7 separate regions of the Mus musculus genome follow, and regions 1, 2, 3, 4, 5 and 6 are each linked to region 7. A link is a contact called in public ChIA-PET, Hi-C, HiChIP or PLAC-seq and promoter capture Hi-C data. All regions are on one chromosome and are shown on one strand. The core of a region is the stretch at or near the end of the contact, and the rest is flanking DNA. Distances in the headings are between cores, read along the strand shown.

What was found. Promoter capture Hi-C pulls out the DNA fragments that hold promoters and counts their contacts. A called contact is a pair of places that touch in the nucleus more often than the background predicts. ChIA-PET counts read pairs in DNA pulled down with a chosen protein or histone mark. HiChIP or PLAC-seq counts read pairs in DNA pulled down with a chosen protein or histone mark.
Region 1: an H3K4me3 HiChIP or PLAC-seq map of bone marrow-derived macrophages shows a contact between it and region 7, with 3 times the contacts expected there. The contact joins the enhancer-like site here to the promoter of Nup214 in region 7. A contact is called at or near these places in 5 of 39 promoter capture datasets (the 3T3-L1 cell line, 3T3-L1-derived adipocytes, hippocampal neurons and 2 more), 1 of 115 datasets of contacts at active chromatin or transcription factors (bone marrow-derived macrophages) and 1 of 9 other capture datasets (liver).
Region 2: a Hi-C map of regulatory T cells shows a contact between it and region 7, with 2.9 times the contacts expected there. The contact joins the promoter of Fpgs here to the promoter of Nup214 in region 7.
Region 3: a contact with region 7 is called in an RNA polymerase II ChIA-PET map of memory CD8 T cells, with 12 read pairs. The contact joins the promoter of Dpm2 here to the promoter of Nup214 in region 7. A contact is called at or near these places in 2 of 484 Hi-C or Micro-C datasets (CD4 T cells and embryonic stem cells) and 2 of 115 datasets of contacts at active chromatin or transcription factors (large pre-B cells and memory CD8 T cells).
Region 4: a Hi-C map of embryonic stem cells shows a contact between it and region 7, with 5 times the contacts expected there. The contact joins the promoter of Fam102a here to the promoter of Nup214 in region 7. A contact is called at or near these places in 1 of 39 promoter capture datasets (pre-B cells), 2 of 484 Hi-C or Micro-C datasets (embryonic stem cells and muscle stem cells) and 2 of 115 datasets of contacts at active chromatin or transcription factors (extraembryonic endoderm stem cells and memory CD8 T cells).
Region 5: a contact with region 7 is called in an RNA polymerase II ChIA-PET map of memory CD8 T cells, with 5 read pairs. The contact joins the promoter of St6galnac6 here to the promoter of Nup214 in region 7. A contact is called at or near these places in 1 of 39 promoter capture datasets (cranial neural crest) and 1 of 115 datasets of contacts at active chromatin or transcription factors (memory CD8 T cells).
Region 6: a promoter capture Hi-C map of hippocampal neurons shows a contact between it and region 7, with 2.0 times the contacts expected there. The contact joins the promoter of Hmcn2 here to the promoter of Nup214 in region 7. A contact is called at or near these places in 4 of 39 promoter capture datasets (the 3T3-L1 cell line, 3T3-L1-derived adipocytes, hippocampal neurons and 1 more) and 1 of 9 other capture datasets (pancreatic islet).

Annotation. Positions count from the first base shown.
Region 1 is chr2:31,296,813-31,299,526 of GRCm38.p6, forward strand. No RefSeq gene overlaps it. Among named protein-coding and RNA genes, the nearest start is that of Hmcn2, 16 kb to the right of the region's middle. Within about 2 kb of position 1,434, at least 129 of the 459 cell types and tissues checked have an H3K27ac peak or open chromatin away from gene starts, as enhancers often do. A contact at or near this core is called in bone marrow-derived macrophages, where this site is marked.
Region 2 is chr2:32,692,853-32,695,552 of GRCm38.p6, forward strand. It overlaps Fpgs (folylpolyglutamyl synthetase), which reads right to left and starts at 1,323. Exons shown (of 15, transcript NM_010236.2): 1 at 1,137-1,323. The coding sequence starts at 1,274.
Region 3 is chr2:32,569,566-32,572,265 of GRCm38.p6, forward strand. Dpm2 (dolichol-phosphate (beta-D) mannosyltransferase 2) reads left to right here and starts at 1,293. Exons shown (of 4, transcript NM_010073.2): 1 at 1,293-1,347; 2 at 1,641-1,730. The coding sequence starts at 1,345. It overlaps Fam102a (family with sequence similarity 102, member A), which reads left to right. Exons shown (of 11, transcript NM_153560.4): 11 at 1-185.
Region 4 is chr2:32,534,030-32,536,729 of GRCm38.p6, forward strand. It overlaps Fam102a (family with sequence similarity 102, member A), which reads left to right and starts at 1,330. Exons shown (of 11, transcript NM_153560.4): 1 at 1,330-2,203. The coding sequence starts at 2,058.
Region 5 is chr2:32,605,617-32,608,316 of GRCm38.p6, forward strand. St6galnac6 (ST6 (alpha-N-acetyl-neuraminyl-2,3-beta-galactosyl-1,3)-N-acetylgalactosaminide alpha-2,6-sialyltransferase 6) reads left to right here and starts at 1,369. Exons shown (of 7, transcript NM_016973.3): 1 at 1,369-1,495; 2 at 2,426-2,480. The coding sequence starts at 2,455. Gm52551 (a long non-coding RNA gene) reads right to left here and starts at 2,285. Exons shown (of 2, transcript XR_003954025.1): 1 at 2,157-2,285.
Region 6 is chr2:31,312,930-31,315,629 of GRCm38.p6, forward strand. Hmcn2 (hemicentin 2) reads left to right here and starts at 1,403. Exons shown (of 98, transcript NM_001370902.1): 1 at 1,403-1,747. The coding sequence starts at 1,486.
Region 7 is chr2:31,973,041-31,975,740 of GRCm38.p6, forward strand. It overlaps Nup214 (nucleoporin 214), which reads left to right and starts at 1,410. Exons shown (of 36, transcript NM_172268.2): 1 at 1,410-1,568. The coding sequence starts at 1,524. It overlaps Aif1l (allograft inflammatory factor 1-like), which reads left to right. Exons shown (of 6, transcript NM_145144.1): 6 at 1-402.

The DNA.
Region 1 (2,714 bases), core at 184-2,683, 680 kb before region 7:
CTCCAATCATATCTCCCCTGTCTTGTGCTGATGAGCAAGCTGTGGAGCAGGATTTAGTAAGAGCTTGTGACTGATGGTCTCTGTTCAAGAGAGCCTGTTACCGAGGAGGGTCTCAGTCCTCAGGAACTGTCCCTAGGTGGAAGCTGGAGGCCACTTACAGAGCCCAACCATATTGCATCCATGGAAGCGTCGAAAATCGATGGGGCTGAGAGATGCATCAGTAGTGGGATGCCTCCTCTGAACGCATGAGGACCTGAGTTCAAATCCCCAGCCCCATGTAACAGGCATAGCTGTGCAGGGTGCAAGGGAAGCCGGGCAGGCACATGGGTATGCTTGCTGTGGAGGCTGCCTGCTGGCAGATCTGGAGGGACAGCTTAGGGGCTCTGAGGGCTGAGAGCACTGGCTGGCACATCCATCCTGCCTCACATCGCCCTGGACAGGCAGGCCTTGACCTTAGTGGGTGACTTACTGTGCTGGTTTCACCTAGGAATTCTCCCTCCTCCCAGGGGAGTGAGCTCTCTATGGTAGCTCAGCTGGTTTCCTTCCCAGTGGGAGTCTTCCACCTCCCCCTTCCTCACTCCAATATACAGGGCAGAAACATCATAGTGGAGAAATTTTTATTTACACTCGTGGTGAGATTTTAGTCTACCATGGCTGGGAAGATATGGTGGTGGGAGTGCAGGCAGGTCCTCCTCAGGCTTACTCAAACCAGGGAGCAGAGAACTACCTCCAAACCAGAAGGGGATTAGTAATCTCTAAGGTCCAGGGCACGTCTGCCAGCTAAGCTGTCTACAGGCCAAAAGTTCTACAAAACTCCAAAACAGAACCACTAGGCAGGGACCAATACCAGTGTTTAATGTACTGGTTTGCAGGGGACACCTCACAGTCGAACCATAACAAAATACCCAGGGCACCACTTGGGGTGAACAGGACCGGGCAGAGAGGAGCGGGAGGTGGGGATGGTGGTATAGATTCAAAGGAGGATCCCTGCAGTGGTCACTGCCTCCCTGCCCTCCTCAGCAGCCGGTCTGCCCTCTCCCACCCTGCCTGACATCCATCCACCTTGTCCTCTTGGCTATCTTCTGGCCATAGTGGTGGGCATAGAAAGAGCATCAAAATCCTCTGAGTTTGGGAAACTGAGCTCTTGGAAAGTTGTTGCCTCCTGCACTTCCTTTCATCAGGGCGGGGTGTGGAGCAAAGGACTACATTTCCCAGCCTCCCTTGGGCAAGGGCGGCCATGTGGTTCAGTTCTAACCAATGGAGTGAGAGCAAAGAAACTTGCTTCACCCTCTTTGAGTCCGTTGGGCCAGACTCCAAAAAAACAAAAAACAAAACGAGCGTTTCTGGGATCTCGTCCCCATCCCCGTCGCCACACAAGCCCAAGACTGAGTTTGTCTAGGAAGAGAAATGCACGCGTGTCTTGACTACGCCGTCTCGGGTCTCTGTCACCAGTCTGATTTAGATCATCTCCAAAAGATTGTGTGTGCCTTTGGGTGGATTTAACGATCCGATGTCTCTTCTAAGTATTTGCATGTAAATTCTCCTTTGCCAAGACGATTAAATAAAAACAAACAGACAAACAAACAAACAACAACTGTACCTGCGTGGGACGAAGTTTCAGGTCATTGTTTTGTCTCCTCCCTTCCCCGTCTCCCTTTCTCCTCCTTCCCCAGGGTATCCTCTGCCTCCTTTAAAGTCCAGAGGATGGATGTTTCCAGGACAAAGGATCCCGTGGGGGACATCTCTGCTTTGCCGAGAGACTTAGGATCTAGTGGCTGTGGACTGGCCAGGGTATCCACTTGGAGTCTACCAGGAGGTGTCCAGGAAGGACTTTGTAGGGACCCTTCGGTCAGGGACCAGGGCTCATGGTCTGTTTCATCTTCTGTCTCAGAAATTGTGTCCTTTCCCCTGGTGAGACCCCAGGCTAGCCACTCACTTCTGCAGATCTCAGGGGTCAAACCATTCCTGAGTCCTGAAATCCACTCCCTCCCCCCGCCCCCCTGCCTCTGGAAAATCAGGAAGAGTGGGAGTGGTGGTGACTTCTGGAACAATCCTGGGATAGAGGAGGTCTTAGTGCTCTATTGCTGAGGGAAACCTTAACCACACAACTCCTATAAAAGAAAACATTTTATTGGGGCTGGCTTAGAGTTTCAGAGGCTTAGTCTATTATCTATTAGCGTGGTGGCACACAGGCAGGCATGGTGCTGTAGAGGGAGCTGAGAGCTCTGCATCTGAAATCCCAAGGCTGTATCCACAGTGACAGACTCCCTCCAACCAGGGTGGACCTCCTAATCTCTGTCACGTATCGGCACTCCTTGATAAGCAAGTGTTCAAATATATGAGCCTTTGCGGGGGGGGGGGGGGTCCTATTCAAACCACCACAAAGAGCTGGTCCTGGATTAGCCCCTGGACCCCCCAATTTTCCAACGGGAGAGGTGGAGAAGGTAGGGAGACGAGTGATCACTTCTGGGTGCTTGCACTCCTTGCACACAGCTCCTCTTCTCTGTGCTTCCCAGGAAGCCTGGTGGAATGGCTCCTCTATGTAAGTCCCCATTTTAACATTTAGCAGATGAATGAGTGGTCATTCTGATACTCACAGCTGACCCTAGATCCTTTCTGTACCCGGATTCTCCGCTTTAGCTCATTTAATACTTGCAGGAACACCCTCTAGAGGCTGTGACTGGTATTACACTCACATTTTATAGACAAAGCTG
Region 2 (2,700 bases), core at 73-2,572, 720 kb after region 7:
GCCCTGGCATATCTCCAGTTCTAGCAAAGATGGGAGCCATGGGCAAGCTAGCCCCACCCAGGGAGTGCCAGGTAAAGCTGGCAAGATTAACGGACCTTCATTTCCTGGGCTGCCTTCCCCAAGCTTCTATGCCCTCAGCCTTCACACACAAGACCAACCCTGGAAGGAAGGTTTTTTCCTTAATCTCTCTACCACTATACTGGACACCCACTGAGTGGGGGCCAGGACGTTAGAAATCTAGGAACTTTGAATTTTGGAATATTTGAGAGTTCCACCTTCTAACCCTAAGACAAGACAATGTAAGTAAGCAATTAGATCTGGAAGAGGAGGTACAGAGGGAGGGAAAGTACACTCAAGAGTTGTCGGGCCAGAATCCACAGGTGGGTACAGACAGCCTCAGGAGACGGCTTTGGGGGATGGGAGTGGAAACAGAAAATAAACAGAGAGGCCTAAATGAGAGGCATTTGAGGATATAAATCCAGTCGTGTGTTTCAATTACCCTACATTCTGAGAAACCTGTGCTTAGGCAGTTCCTTTCGGGCACCAGCTGGGTCGCCTGCCCTCTTATCCTCAAGGCTTGGCTGGAAGCCTCACAGCCCTAAACCGGTGCCACCTGCCTGGCCAGCATTAAGTTCTGGTCATTGACAACTGACCCTGGCACAGTTTGTAATCTACAGTTTGTTCTAGATTCTTGGTCTCTTTATTGCCTCTTTTTCTGCCTGCCCGCCGGTCAATTCTGAATACTTAGATTCCAGTCTTCGAGTCTTGGAGACCCCAATCCCAGATCCTCCTGGGTACTTCCACTCTGTACTCCAGAACTCCTCCCTTCCCTTCATCCTGCATTGCCCTGCATTGGAACTTCTAAAACTCAATTCAGATTCTGGACGTTCTGGTGTGTCACCTGCGCCCATTCCCTCTGCAACACCGGACACGCGCTCTCAGAATTCCCACATCGGGCCACCTGAGCTCAACTTTCCGGTCTCTGTCACCTCCCCTGGGCTCTGGGATGTCCCCGCCTCTCGAGCCCCGCAACTTCATGCTCCGGTGCCCCCAGCAGCTGGCGGAGAGCGGAGCAAGGCTCCGGTGCTGCCCACGTGTCAGTACGGGACCGTTTGCCCGCGGGAACGGTCAGAAACCTGATACTCCATGCCCGGCTCCTGTGGCGCTGGCCACGCGCTCATCCCCCGCCGCGCCGCGCCCTCCGTCGTTGCACCACGCGCAGAAACAGCTGCCAGGGACAGAGTCGAGCACAGTCGGCTCCGCGCCCACGACATAGTCTTAATGCCACCGCAAGCTAGGCCTGGGCCGGAGCCGCCCCGCTTCGCCCCGCCCCGCCCTGACGCCATCCTAAGACCCACCAATCCGAGTCTCTAGATTTTCCCGGACCAATGAGAAGCAGCGCCTTATCACGGCCATCTTTGTGAGGGGCAGATGGTCCGGAGGTGCGCTGCTCTCGCCATGCTTCTAGGGGGCGCTCTGCCGGGGAGGGTGGAGGGAAGAGGGTGTTCCTGGGAGGGGGTCCTCCATCTTAAAGGAACTCTGTACTCTTTTCGTCGCTATCCTCCACAGGTCTGTGCCAGGTCTTAAGGACTTCGCTGTACATCCAAAAATAGCCAATCCGAGCCAGCAGTTCTCAGTCCCGACTCCTTGGCAGAGAAGCTCTGAGCTGGAATAGAATTACAGGGCTGGCAGATGCCTGTGTCATCAATTCCCAGCACCGAAATGTCCTGGCTCACGCAGACAGTGGGGATGCAGCCTTTTCGGTCAAGAATATGACCCCGTCTCTCCAGGCTTTTTTTTTTTTTCCCCTTCGGTTTTTCGAGACAGGGTTTCTCTGTACAGCCCTGGCTGAACTGCAGCTCACTCTGTAGACCAGGCTGGCCTCGAACTCAGAAATCCGCCTGCCTCTGCCTCCCAAGTGCTGGGATTAAAGGCGTGTGCCACCACGCCCGGCCTCTCCAGACTCTTAACTCACTCTAGAAGCCTAGGAAGACTTCCCGGAAGAATGACACCCCTATCGAGGCCTGTGGGGTTCGGGGGGGGGATTTCCAGGCTAAGAAGGAGACAGTGGGAAAGACTTCCATTTGGTTGGACCGGGTTGCTCCCGGGATGCTTCATCAGCAGGGACCTGGAGCCCCGTATGAAATTAGGTTTGGAGAAATGGCTCAGTGGTTAAGTCTCAAGGTTCAAGTCTTAGGACCCACACTGCGGCTCACAATTGTAGACTCCAAACTGGGGATCTGACCCGACTCTGGCCTCCAAAAGCACAATGCAAACAGGCAAAAATATTAAGTAAAGATAAAAAAATTTTGGCTGGGCAGTGGTGGCGCACGCCTTTAATCCCAGCACTCGGGAGGCAGAGGCAGGCAGATTTCTGAGTTTGAGGCCAGCCTGGTCTACCGAGTGAGTTCCAGGACAGCCAGGGCTGTACAGAGAAACCCTGTCTCGAAAACAAACAAACAAACAAACAAACAAATAAATAAATAAATTGGAGTAAATTTGCTGGCTTTAGGGGAAGGTGTGTAATCTTATTGGGGCGTTGGAAACTCCCCCGTGGTAGAAAGTGGATTTGAGGGCCCTCTGGGGGAGGGAACAGTAGTCTCACCTTATTGTAGGTGAGGTACTTCCATTTGTGGAAGGCACTGGACAACAGCAATGGGTTTTCAATCTCTCCTGCTTTTCTACATTGGGCTTAAATAT
Region 3 (2,700 bases), core at 43-2,542, 600 kb after region 7:
CCATCTTCTTCTGTGGGGAGAATTTGCTTTTGTGTTATTCCTTTCTAACCAGGTTACCACTGCACCCCATTCCGTGGGCTGTTCATATCTGTCTCAGCTTATAATAGAAAATTATGTCATATGGGGAAATCAGCCTAGTGTCAATGTTTGGTTTGGGGGTGGAATTAAATGCCGATGTTTTTGTTACTGCTTTTTGTTGGTGTTTCTTTTCATTCTCATCACCGTGTTGACTTGGGGGCTGCTAACAGGAGTTAGCCATGTATGTGTAAGATGACATGCTGGGGAAAGTAGGTTAGTGTTCTCCAGTCTGACCCCAGTCATAATGCTCACCACAAACACACACATACATATTACATATATGTCCACACATGTTTGTATGAATATGAATGGGCACTTGACAAAGGTCGGAGAACACCTGTTACTCCTGAACCTCTTCTTGTTTGAGACGGTGTCTCACTCTGGTTTTGGGGAAAGAATAAAACGTTTTTATTTGGTATTTATAAGGTTTCCTTTAGCCATGAGGTTTAAGGAGACCTACTACTCCTCATGCCTCCAGAGTGTTGGGACTACAGAAATGCACCACCATGCCCAGCATCAATTCGGGGATCTTAAAGCCCCACTTTTGGTCCTAATCATCGAAGAAACTGGTTAAAAATACCTGTCAGGGCACAAAGAGGGAGCTGTTGCCTCTGGTTGCAGAAATGGATAACCTGCATGGTGTAGCATTTGGAGAAGAATGGATCTACAGCAGCTAGCCCCATATGCCATGAGAGTAGTGTTCTGGGTGAGAAACAGAAGAAAAGCATGAAAGATAATTTGGCCCAGCGCCCCTTGGTTCTAAGAGGGCCATTCTGAAACCTCTGGCAGTGGACAATGAAGGGAAGCCTAGAAAGTTCCCTAGGAAGCCAACCAGTGGAAATTCTCATAGGCCAGGCCAGTGGTGGTCATTCTATACAGACTCTTCCATTAACAGTTTCAAGGCCAGAATGTAGAGCCTTTGAATTCTGATGTCTGCTTCAACAACCAACTCATTATGATCTATCCCTTTCCGGGACTTCCAACTCTGGGGTACATCTCACTCTGGCTTGGGACTGTAGGATAATGTTTAAATGATTATTGTTTGGGAAGGGTCTGACAGGGATGTAGCCACAAAAACCTGAAAGTCTGAGCTCCCGGCCCTACAGTTCCCTGCAGAAACTACATTTCCCGACATGCACTGGAGGGCGGGGAAAAGTGCCCGCACGTCAGCTCAGACGAGTCTCCGCGTGTCACGTGATTTACAAGCCGGAAAGGCCTAAACCAGGAACCGGATGTATTTTGTTGCTCCGGCGGAACGCTGGAGAGATGGTGAGCCTGGGGTGGAGTACATGTGTGATTTGAGGGTACCAGGGGTCGGGGCTCTGAGTAAGAGTCTCCTTGGGAGATGGAGTTGGGCTCTCCAAACCCAGATCGCTCTCTCCACCGCTTGCAGACAGGTGACACGAGGCCTGACGTGGCTTTCTAAACCCGAGAGCCACTTCTAGTAAGCCCTCCGTGGTTCTAAATGAATGAGAGGTTTGGAGTGTAAACCGGCTGCTCCGACCCTCCGTTAGTGCTTGTACACGAGCCATCTCGCCTGCTGAGCCTTTATTTTTCTCCAGGCCACCGGGACAGACCAAGCAGTAGGATTTGGCCTTGTCGCCGTTAGCTTGATCATCTTCACCTACTACACCACTTGGGTGATTCTCTTGGTATGTGTGCCCCACCCCCACCCCGCTCACCTTCATTTTGCTCTGGATCTCTAAGCCAGTTTCCTAACGCGACTTAATCAGCGTCTGTGTGCCAGCGTCTGGATGTTTAGCTAGCTCTAATCTCACGAAATCTACACTATGGTGCTTGCAGATGGTGTCTACATTTTATAGATGAGGAGGCTAAGACTCGGGGAGAAGGCTGTTTCTCAGCCTCTGAACTGCCGCACAGTGAGGCTTTATTTTGTGTTTGTCCTCCTGGTTAGCCAGCAGGTTCCTGGGTGTAGCAGTCGCCGGTGGAGTTTATTAACATCTCAAGTCTCTCTCTCTCTCTCTCTCTCTCTCTCTCTCTCTCTGCCTCTCTCTTTAATGTGGGAAATTTTGTTAGTTATTGTTTTAAAGTACACTGTGCTTGGAAAGGGGCATCTTGCAGTACTTGGTATCCTTCAGAGAGGAAAGTTAGGTGGGCTGACCTTCGGTGATGAAGAGAACTGGCTGATTCTCCAGAGGACTGGGGTTCAAGTTCCAGCACCCACATGGCCAGCTACAACCATCTGTAACTCCAGCTCCAGGAGACCCAGCAAAAGTCCCTGGAACGGAACGCCATTGCTGCTTAAGTTGTGTTAGGAGTTAGATTGGAGATCCAGGGCTTGGATGAAAGTACACCTGGACTCACAGGCACAAATGCATGATCAAAAAATAAAGACCTCTTTAAAAGACCTAGAGTTCTCAGAAGGCAGAAGAAGGGGGGAGGGCAGCTTGGTGAGGTCAGCCAGGGCCTCAGAAATCAAAAAGGATGGTTTCCAGCACTCACAAGGCCCAGGCAGTATTCAACAATACAGAGACAATATGGTGGGTCTCTTGTTATGATACATATCCACGCTTGGGGATGCTATCAAGGTGGGCCCTCAGTATCCAGTGCTGCCAGGGGGAGGTGGGACGGCTTCCCTTTGGGGCTGAGTAAGGTGAGCAG
Region 4 (2,700 bases), core at 80-2,579, 560 kb after region 7:
TGAGGAGCAGAGATTGCCACCCATGCTTCTGAAATGTAAGCTCAGGAAGTCTTCATGCACATGTCCAAACATGATATCATGCATGGTATCAAACATGATGTCCGGCAGAGAATTTACATCTCAAATGCCAATCAGCCCAACTCTCTTTAATTTTCCACAGGGAAGTCCAGCAGACCTTAACTTATCTCCTGCCCGGATCAAAAACGGCCTTTCACTCACCCATTTCCCCATTTTCTTTCCTCCAAGTTATCTGATGCCAGAACAATCAAGTCACTATCTAGCTCAAAAAACCAGGAGATGCCTCCTTCTTTGCTCTGGTCTACAAGACTGGGCCAGATTCTAGCCTGATCTGCTGTTCTCTCAAATTAGAATTCATCCAGGGATACTCCACAAACTTTTTGAGTACCATGCTGCCGGGCCAGCAGGCCTCTAGTGACTGCCACTGCCTGTACCCCGATGCTTGGCCGGCTTTGTGTCAGAATCCTTTGAACTTCCGTTCCAATCCGAAAGCACACGCCTCCTCTGACCTCCCTACTTGAGTTCTTCAGCAGACTCTCAGATCCAGTCTTTCCACTGGGTGCCTGCCTGACTCAGGACAGAGTTCCTAAACACTGGCGGCCTGGATAAAAAGAATCATAAAATGCCGATAGTTTGGAGAGTACGAGGTCCCCAAGGTGTCCTTTGCCATAACTATCGGGAAACTTTAAACAAAAGCCTTAGATAACAGCCTGGAACCAGGCAGGCCGAGTCACAAGGTTGCCGGGCTCCAATGGATCTTCAAGAGCGGCAAAGCCAGGACAGATGCTTGTCATTTTTAGAGGCGAGCAAGACCTGCATAGGTCTTGAGACACCTCTGCGATTGTTTTCCTGAGAACAGGGGTGCTACCTCCTCAGCCTGCTTCATTGCTCACTGAGCTCAGGTCTTGGCGGGATCCGGGCAGGCCGTTCTAGCCCTAGTTTCCAGATTGTTTCCCCTAGTCATTGTTTCTCCTTTTCTTGGGCTCGCGCTCTCCTCCCGTTCTTTCCAGTGCCGGCCCCCACACCCCGCGACCTCCCACCGCCTCTCCGCACCCCCCCCCACCGCGCTTCTCAAGGAGGCGGGTCCAGCCCCGCGAGCGCTCCAATCCGAGCGCCCTCAACTGGCCCTGCCTCCGCGAGCCCCGCCCCACGCCACCGCCAGCCAATAGAAATTCGTGTTCGTACAGTCGGCCTGTCCAATCGCAGGTTGGCTGTGAGCCTCGCGCGCCCCGCCCCTGCTGCTCTCGGCCGCGGCTCCGCGGGCGGTCGCGCCGGGGCTTCGGCATTCTCCGAGCAGCGCCGAGCTGCGTCGGGCTCAGCCGGCTGCGTCCGGAGGTGCGGGCGACGGCGCCGCTGTGCTCCAGCGGTGCTAACCGAGGCAGAAGCCATCCGGCCGGGTCGGAAGGCGCCTGAGACTCGGGCAGGGCAGGAGCGGCGTAGGTCCCAGGACTGAGCGGGAGGCGGACCGGCACACGTTCCCGGCCCGGCAGAGCCTCCCGAAGCGGTCCCTGCAGAGCCGGGTCGGTCGCCGAGGTGGCTTCCGCTTCCCGGGGCCTCACCTGCGCAGGCCGCGGTGCGCCAGGTGCGGAGGCGTGTGCGTCGCCTGGGCACCTCCCACGGCAGCCAGCGGGGCGGAGGCGGGGCCGCCGCCCGGGTCTCCAGCGGTTCGCCCGGCCGTCTCCGTCAGTCTCACCGGTCCGCCGGGCCCCGCGGATCGGGATGCTGCTGCTCGCTTGCGAGCCGCCCTCCACGCCAGCCCCCGCTGCCGGGGCCGCACCTCGCTGTTTACATGTCAGTGGAGCCCGGGTTCCCCGAGGGTGAGAGCAGCCGGCTCACTGGACCTGGGGCTCCGAACTCAGATCCTCTCCTGCCCGCAGCCTCCGCCGCCATCTGGACTGGATCCAGCTCTGGTGTTTTTGAGGAGGGGGGTGTGGTGTCGGGAAAGGAATCCTGGGGTTTTCTAGTATCCCCTTCTTTTTTTCTTTTTTCTTTTCTTTTTCTTTTTGGCCCTGCGGGCTTCAGACTCAGGGAACTTGCTCATGGCTTTTTTGATGAAGAAGAAGAAATTTAAATTTCAAACCACTTTCACCTTGGAGGAGCTGACTGCGGTCCCCTTCGTGAACGGGGTCCTCTTTTGCAAGGTCCGGCTGCTGGATGGCGGGGATTTTGTCAGCTTGTCGTCCAGGTAGGCATTGAGGTTTTCGCGTTTGCAGGGGAGGGTGGGGAGTGCTGATGAGTGAGATCTAGCCACTTGGCAAATGTGGAAGACTCAGCTAGGGACGGATGGGCAAGGGGCCCGCCTGGGGAAAGATTTGCTCTAAGCAGGACTTAGGTCTGAGTGAGCTGGCAGAGCGCCTGGCATTTGTCTGCAGGTGACCAGCCAGAAACCTTTTAGGGCCCTGCGTGCACTCTTCAAGTCACCCGTTTTACAGATTTGTATGGAGAGAGCTGACTGAGATTTTCACTTTAAGGGATTAAGTAAGGGTGTCTCAGGCCACCTTGCCACCAAGCTGGCTCCTGTGGCTGTCATACGATTGAGAGATTGGGCCAGCCAGGGCTCTCTGGCTCTCTCCCCTTGGCTGGGAAAGCCCAGTTCCAGGCACTCCCTGGATTTGATTGCGGGAGGTGGCTGGATTTTGGGTTGCCCAGCCCCCTCTTGAGTGACTGCCCTCCACTGGCTAA
Region 5 (2,700 bases), core at 119-2,618, 630 kb after region 7:
CTCTTGTGTTTCAAACTGTCCAGCTGTGACCTTCACTGTGTACATCTGCAGGACCTAATAGGTACCTAGGGTGGGGAATGGAAAGTTTTACTATGATGTTTTCCTAAGTAATTACAAAACAGAACTCTTTAAACATGCTTTCTCTTCCTAAATCTCCCCATCACCCTCTCAGGCATGCACGTTAACCCTCGTTCCCAGCCTCTTAGAACACTATGGGTAGGCAGTCTTTGTTTATGTAACCAGCTTTCTAACAGGCTACATATGCACATCCCTGTGTCCATACATGCACATCCCTGGATGTCTGGAGGCCAAAGGTCAGCCTCCAATGTTCTTTCCTTGACCTGGGAGGCCCAGAAAGGGTAAGCTAGCTGGAGGGGTCTCCTGTTCTTCCCACCCCCAGAATGGGGATTACAAACACGTGACGTCGCTGGGCGGGGGTAGCACACGGCTTTAATCCCACCACTTGGGGAGGCAGAGGGATCTCTGTGAGTTCAATGCCAGCTTGGTCTAGAGAGCAAGTTTCAGGACAGCCAGGGCTACACCAAGAAACCCTGTTTCGAAAGACAGAAGCAGAACACGGCATCGAGTCTGACATATTGACTATCTCCCTAGCCCTCAGGTTGCATTTTTCTTTAATTTTTCATTTTATTTTATGTGTATGGATGTTTTGCTTCCACATGTCTGTGTACCACATATATGTGCAGTACCCATGGATGCCAGAAGAGGGCGACAGATCCTCCTAGGACTGTGCTGGGAGTGGACCCCAGGTCCTCTAGAAGAGTTGCCAGTATTTGTAACTGCTGAGCCATCCAGTTGGTTGGGTCCAGATTGCTTCCTTTTAGTCACATAAAATAGTGCAACGAATATTTGAGGGTAGGATGAAGAGAGTTGAGCCAAGATCTCTCCATGTACCCCTGGCCGGCCCGGTACTCACTATGTCTATCAGGCTGGCCTTGAACTTGCAACAGTCTTCCGCCCTCTTCTATCTCCTAAGTAGGGTGCAGGCCTCTAAGCTACCAGGCCCATCAAAAGCTACGTTTTCAAACGTTGCTCTCTCCATTTTCCGGAGATAAGGAGATGAAGTACCAAGCTGCCTAGGGGATGGTTACTGGGTCTCTACGAGGGGGAGTCCAGGTAATTAATAACCAGAGTTCGAACCCAGTGATCTCCGCGTTTCGGATTCCCCATCCGAGGTCCTGGTGTCCATTTGGAGAGAGAGAAATGGATGAGATTTGGGATGGGGCGCGGGGCACGAGGGTGCTGTGGGAGAGCGTCTCTCCTCTCTGGCACCTCCCTGGGGCGGGGCCATCCGCAGCCTGAGGCTCCGCCCTCTCGCTCGGCCCTAACGGGACTGCGAGCGCCGGCGCTAGGACCCGGCGGGCTGGAGCTGCGGCGGGGCCTGGGCGGCCAGAGCGGCGCGGACCCCGGTTCTCGGCTCCCGGCGCCATGTGACGGGGTGCGGGGGCCGCGGGGGGCCGGGCGCTCCCCGGCGGAGGTGAGCCGGTGCTGCGCGGGGGCGGGCAGCAGAGCGGGAGGGGGCTTGTGCTTGCGCCTCGGCAGTGGGGAGCCGCTGATAAGGGGGGAGCCCCAGGGCTCCCCGAGACCCACTCTGCTTGCTAACTGCACCCCGAGATCTAGCGGGATTCTTTGGGCCTCTCGTGTTGGAGATGGGGCGACCCTGCCGCGGCCCCGCACCCCTCCCCTGCAGAGCCGGGGTCAGGATAGGATGCTTGACCCTAGGGTGCAGCGGCAGAAGATGGGGAGCGGGGCTGAGCCTCTCACGAGGCACTCGGGGGTACCCTGCTCCCGTCACCTGGAGAAGCCCCAGAGCGAGCTCAGGGTGCGGCCCTCACCCTCAGCCCAGAGCTCAGCCTCCGCAGGTCCAGCCTTGGAGCTGAGTCTAGGCTTCTGGGCTGCCACCTCCCCAGCGGAGTCAGCAGCTCCCCACCAGGCCTGGCCACTCCGAGCCGAACTAGATGTCTGGCGCACGCACAGGCTACAAGGGGACCCTCCCGGGAGACCCTTTCAGGCTCCGCCCTGTAAACAAACACTACAAGATTCCCCCCTCCCCCGCTTGCTCCTGCTCCCTGCGAGGCGCGTTGCCTCTCTGATCCCTCAGTCTCCTCATCTGTGAAATGGGGAGCAAGAGCACCTACCAGGCGTTGCCTTGAAAAGTGTGTAGGCAGGCGATGCTTTGCGTAGCTCCGGAGCATGTTTCGTAATATAAGGGAAGTCCCCGGCTTGGGGTCAAGAGGGGGAGGATTGTTTCTGGGACAGGCTTGTGCAGGGGCGGGCATTGAACGGAGTAACCCGAAGGCTTAGGATTTCTGATATAGTACTTTCAAGCCTTCGGCTCTCCTTTTCACAAATGCATGCATCTTTCCAGTCGCCCCAGGAGTTACCAGTTCTTATTCCCATTTCACAGATGAGGAAACTGAGGCTCAGAGAGGTCACATGGCTTGCTCGAGGCCCCCCAGCCAGTAAGTGTGGACCCGACATTCGCACTGGCACCTGATACGCTGTTCTGACCATGGCGTTCTCAGAGCAGGACCGTGACGGGCCTGACCGGGGGAACCGTAGTCCTGGCTGAGGGCACTGCTCAGGCAAAGGTGGGAAAGTGGGGCGTGGGCCTGGGACCTGGAGTGCTCCAAGTGTCTGGAGCACGGGGCATGCGCAAGACAGGGTAGTAAGACGGTGGTC
Region 6 (2,700 bases), core at 153-2,652, 660 kb before region 7:
TGTTCCAGGCTCTGGGTCTCCATTGTCTCAGAGCTCAATTGCAGTGGAAGGTCACACACCCAGGCACAGTCCCAGTGATACAGTTTAGTCAGAACTAGGATGAGGACACACAGGGTTGTGGATGCAGAACAGAGTGGTCCCAGCAGCCTCAAAGATGGAGGAACTGAGGCTGGTCCAAAGGAGAAGAGACAGTGTGGAGTGGCTTTGCTCCTGGCTGAGGTGTTTACAGAGGAAGGGTCAAGAGAGTGTCGCCTCTATAGCCCAGAGCTCTCAGCTATGTCCAGGGTTTCTCTGACTTCACCCAGGGTGTTGTACACAGAAAAGACCCTAAGAAATCAAACATGCTTGCCAAAGCTGCCCCCTCCAGTCAAGCAACATCTAATGAGTCACCACCCTGTGGTGGGGTGGACGCTAAGGCACACTCTTCACTCCAAGGGGCTCTTGGTCTGTAAGGACAGAAACCACTGGGAGTGTACCGCCTGGGAGAGTGAAGGGCTGCAACAGAATGGAGGGAAACACCTCTGGCCAGCCCAATGGTGAATGGAGCATTCTGCCCAGCCAATGATGAGTACCCCAACAGCCCAATGGCAGAGAGAGAGCACCCCCAACCTGATTGTGCAGAGGACATCCTCATTTGGCCCACTGGCAGAGGCAGCACCTCCCACCCAGCTGGCAGAGGAACCATCAAAGGATGGTTGAACCCAGCCCAGGCAGCCCCTAACAGGTGCCGCAGCCACTTCATATGCAATCCATGAGTCCGCTTGGACAGGTGACCAGAGGAGTGTGTGCCCAATCCTGTGGAGTCCCCATATGACCTGTAATGATGTCTTACAATACTCAGGGGAGACGGAAGAGCCTGAGGGACTTGGGGTCCTTCTATATTTGGCTTCAGATGCTGCCTACACCATTCAGTAATGGGCTCATCGCCGAGTCTTGCATCAAATACGTTTGGTCTTAGTATCTTCCCCAAGGATTACCGTAAGTTTCCAGACTTTATCTGTGGGATGCCGAGGCCATAGTGAACGCCAGGCTTAGGTTTGTTGATTTTGACAAGAATAATTACAATATTGGGGAGGCTCAGAACCACTGATAGAGGTAGCAGTGAGTGCAAAGCCTGTCTGAGCCAGGCTTGGATTGCTCCTGTGGCCTCTCCGCCCCCGCAGAAGGGCTTGCAGGTGTCCGCGGATTCCCGCACCCTCATCCCTCGCCCTTGGCCGTGGCCCCACCTCCCTCCTGCCTTCTGCCTTGCGTCCTCCTCTAACCTCGGGGCTGGACCAGAGAGCCGAGGGGCTGGGAAAGTTTGAGTCACGCCGCGGGGCGCGGGGGAGGGGTGCGAGAGGCGGGGTGGGCATTAGGGACCGCCTCGGGCTCCCACCAGGGGAACCCCGCCGCGCCCCTGTCCGGTGAACCCGCTAGAGCGAGACTGCACTGCCATCTCTCACTGCGACCTGCGGGTCCCATCAGGGCTGCAGCCTCCGGCTCACCATGACGCCTGGGGCGCAGCTCCTGCCGCTGCTCGTGGCGATCTCTACAGCAGTGGCGGCGGTGGTCACGTCTGACGCGCCCACGAAGACGCTGTCCCCCGCCACAGGAGACGCCACCCTAGCCTTCGTCTTCGATGTCACCGGCTCCATGTGGGATGACCTGATGCAGGTGATCGACGGCGCCTCGCGCATTCTGGAGCGCAGCCTGAGCAGCCGCAGCCGGGTCATCGCCAACTATGCGCTGGTGCCTTTCCACGACCCAGGTAGAGCCCCTCGCCGGCCGTTCTCAAGGTCTCCCCACCGCGCGGCTCTCGAGGTTCCCTCCTTCCCCCCAAGTCCTCGAGGTGTCATGCTTTGGTGTCCTGTCCTCTCCACCCCTCACCCCTGCTGCTCGTCCAGCCTTGCCTGGCGCACAGCAATAAGCAGAACCTTAGCATCTTCTGGCACATTTCCCTTGCCTGGCCACGCCCTCTCCTGCATCCCCAGGTTGGCACTGAGGTTACAAATTTCTAGCAGGCGACCAAAAGCTTCTGAGTCTCACCCTCTCCATTTGTGAAGTGGGAACATGTGTGGGGATGTTGGCAGTAGGTGCCAGGAACCTGTGAGGTTTTTGGTTCTCGATTTTATTTTGCCTGCCTGCCCTTTCTTCCTCCTTCCCTCTCTCTCCCCTTTCTCCTCCTTTCCTTCCCCTTTGTGAGGCAGATCTCCTGTAGCTCAGGCTGGTCTCCCAGTGTTCTGTGTAGTGGAGAATGACTCTGAACTTCTGATCCTCCGGCCTCAGCTTCTAGAGCGCTGGGATCGCAGACCTGCACTAACATAGCCCCTTTATCCGGTGCTGGGGATTGAACCTGGGGCCCATGCACACTAGGCAAGCTCTGTGCCGACTGCCTGTAAGATTTTAGGTGCTGTTTGTTTGTTTGTTTGTTTGTTTGTTTGTTTTAGAGTCCTCTCCCAGCTTGCATGTGAGAAGCCAGGACATGGCTTTCAGGGGGAACTGCAGCCCTTTGTGGAACCCCTGGCTGATAGTAACAGCCTGTTGCCGGTTCCCTTTTGCCTGCCTACTTCAGCAGAGTGAAATTTCCCAGCAAAGCATGGCTCCCTGACACCTGCTGATTCCCCGCTCCCCCCCCCCCCCCCGCAGTCACCCTGTTAGCTCAGGGTTGAATATGCTCCCCGAAGCCTCACCACCAAAAGTCCCCTGCACCCCGGGGAGAGA
Region 7 (2,700 bases), core at 160-2,659:
CAACTCATGAGCTTACACACCACCTCCATAAAGGAGTGTGCCACTGACCTCTGCAGAGCACAGAAAGAGGCAGTGGTCTGAAGATCAATCTATGGGAAGACTTAAGAATGACCCTTTAATGGAGGAGTTGGCATATATTTCAAGTTGTGTCTGTTGGTTCCAGGGTTTTTAACCTCTCTAGTTAAGGGCTTAGCTTTCTTGGGACATCGGCTGCCTTATTTCTGAAAAAGACCAAATGTAACTGGTGTAACCAGCAGTTTGGGGATTGCCAAGTATGGCTTTGCCCTGTGACTCAAAAGATGTTTGTAAGGTAGATTTGGGTGAGTGCCATTATTGTGTGCATGTGTGTATGTATGGATGGGATGTGGTCTCCTGCAGACTGAAATAAACTAGAGCAATTTATCAGTGTCTTTGTGTTTCTTGGGGACAGCTCTGGGCTCAGTAAATTCAGAAGAGCTAGCTGACAACAGGTACCAAGTAAATGAGTGTGTCCTGGGTCTCCCATGTCCCAGACAGACAGTTGACGTCATCTGATTAAGCCCAAGACCCAGGTCTACTGTTAGCATTTTACAATGAATAGAGGCTTGCACACATGCAACTTGTTGAGAGACTGCATCTGACAGAATGTGCCCTCTGGAGCTGACCCACCAGCTCCAAGTTAGGAACCTCTTTTATAATTCTACTCCAGAAATGTCTTCAACATCAGTCAGTATACGCAGATCTGAATCTTAACCCTTCCTGGCTGAAAGCTATTGGATAATTTAACTGCTTTGTGTGGAATTCTCTTATTACATATTTTTTTCCAGACAGGGTCCCATGTAACTCAGGATATCTAGAGATTGCTATGTAGCCTAGGAAGACCTTGAATTCCTGACCCTCTAATCCCCAAAAGCTGAGATGATAGCCGCGCACCATTTGCGATGTGAAGTGGATATGGCTTATGATCTGAAACGATTGCCTTGAAAACAGTAAACAAAACCGATCTTTTGTCCCTTTTCCTCTCCGTTTTTAAAAGGGTTCTGCACCGGCACACAGTGCAGTCCACCCGCTAACCGAACCTCTCTGTCCGCTCTTCCCAGCAAAAAAGTTCCTAACTTCTCTAAGTCGGAAGCTTCTAAGAGCCCTGCAGGTAAGTGCTACCGGGAAGCATCGAGAGTCTCAGGAAGGCCGAGCGTGCCTCTCTCTAAGGAAGAAAATTAAATAGCGAGGCTGCGCACGCAGCATCCAAAGGAAGGCGGACTCCGGCCCGCGCCTCATGGCCACACCCACTGCGCGGAACCGGCCAATGGGGCCTTGTGGATTGGCAAGCGCGCGACTTCCGAGCAGCCCTCGACTGCCTCCGAGCACACTAAAAACCGGCCTGGGTGACGTCAGTCACGCGCGCCGGAAACGCGCATCTACCACGCGCCGCGGGCGCTGAGGGAAGGAAGTTGAGGCCTGAGCGGCCTGAGCTGTGTTTGAAAGGCCGCGGGTGGCAGCGGCAGCGCCAGCAGCAGCTACTTGAACACCCTGAAGGCGGCACGATGGGAGACGAGATGGATGCCATGATCCCTGAGCGGGAGATGAAGGTTAGAGCCTGGCCGGGGCCTCCCCGCCTGCGTAGTCCTGGAGTTGCCTTGGAGCCTCGCCTCTGCCGGCTGCTCCTGCAGTTCGCAGGGTCGCGATCGCTCGCCCCACAGAGCGTCCGCAGCTCTGCGTGTCGCGGGCCTGAGTTCCCTGCAAGTGCAGGTACCTGTCCTTGCGTGGGTTTGTCCACGCCTTCTGAGTTACCCCAGGTACTCTGATGGGCTGGTCGCCTTACTGGTGACAGCGATTCTTGTTTATTGAGTGAGACGTACTGTCGCCACCGTCGCTGCAGCCCTTACGACCAGCTTAGAAAGAGGAGCGCATTGAAGCCTTGAAAGCAAATGATCCAAAGTCACGTGGCAAAAGCCTTACATCTCTCTTACGATTTAGGCATGGTCTCTTGTAGCTCAAGGTGGCTTCTGGTCTTGGGCTCTTGTCTCTGCCTCCACCTCCCAAGTGGTGGGATTATTGGTGTGCATTACCACAGTTGGCTTAGACGCTCAGTTCTTATTAGCTCTCTATACTTGAGGGTGGTCCAAACTACCTAAAGTGGAGCCAAGAAACACTATCTGCCTTCAAAACCCCTAGTTAGTAGGAACAGGAAGTCAAGTTTGGCACTGGAAATCAGCTTGAACTCATGAGACTAAAGGAAAAGCAAGCGAACCCTAAGTGATCCCCATGCTACAACTTCTGGATACTGTGTTAATAGTTGGCTTATATACTCTGACAGAATGGAAAGGCAGGGGACCGTAGACAGTTGGAAATGAGTGAGTTGCAGGAAGGTGTTAGCCATTTGTGTGACCGGTGAGTCGCTAAAATGCACATGGGTCGAGTGCTCCATATCATGCTTAGAAACAGTGGCTCTTCCTTGAGTCAGCACATGTGCTGAGCCCGGTAATGGGCAAGCTTCATGTTCCTCAGATATGTTCGGGTAGAGAATTTAGAACCACAGGGCTAATAGCAGTATTTTAATTCCTGCCAAAAGCAGAAAGGAGAGGTTTGGGTTTTGGGTTTGTCTGTTGTGTTTGTTTTGTTTTGTTTTGTTTTGTTTCTTTTGTGTTGCTTCATCACACTGGCCCACCACAAAAAAAGCCACCAAGCCCCAGTGGTACAGTCATGACTATTAGGATGATA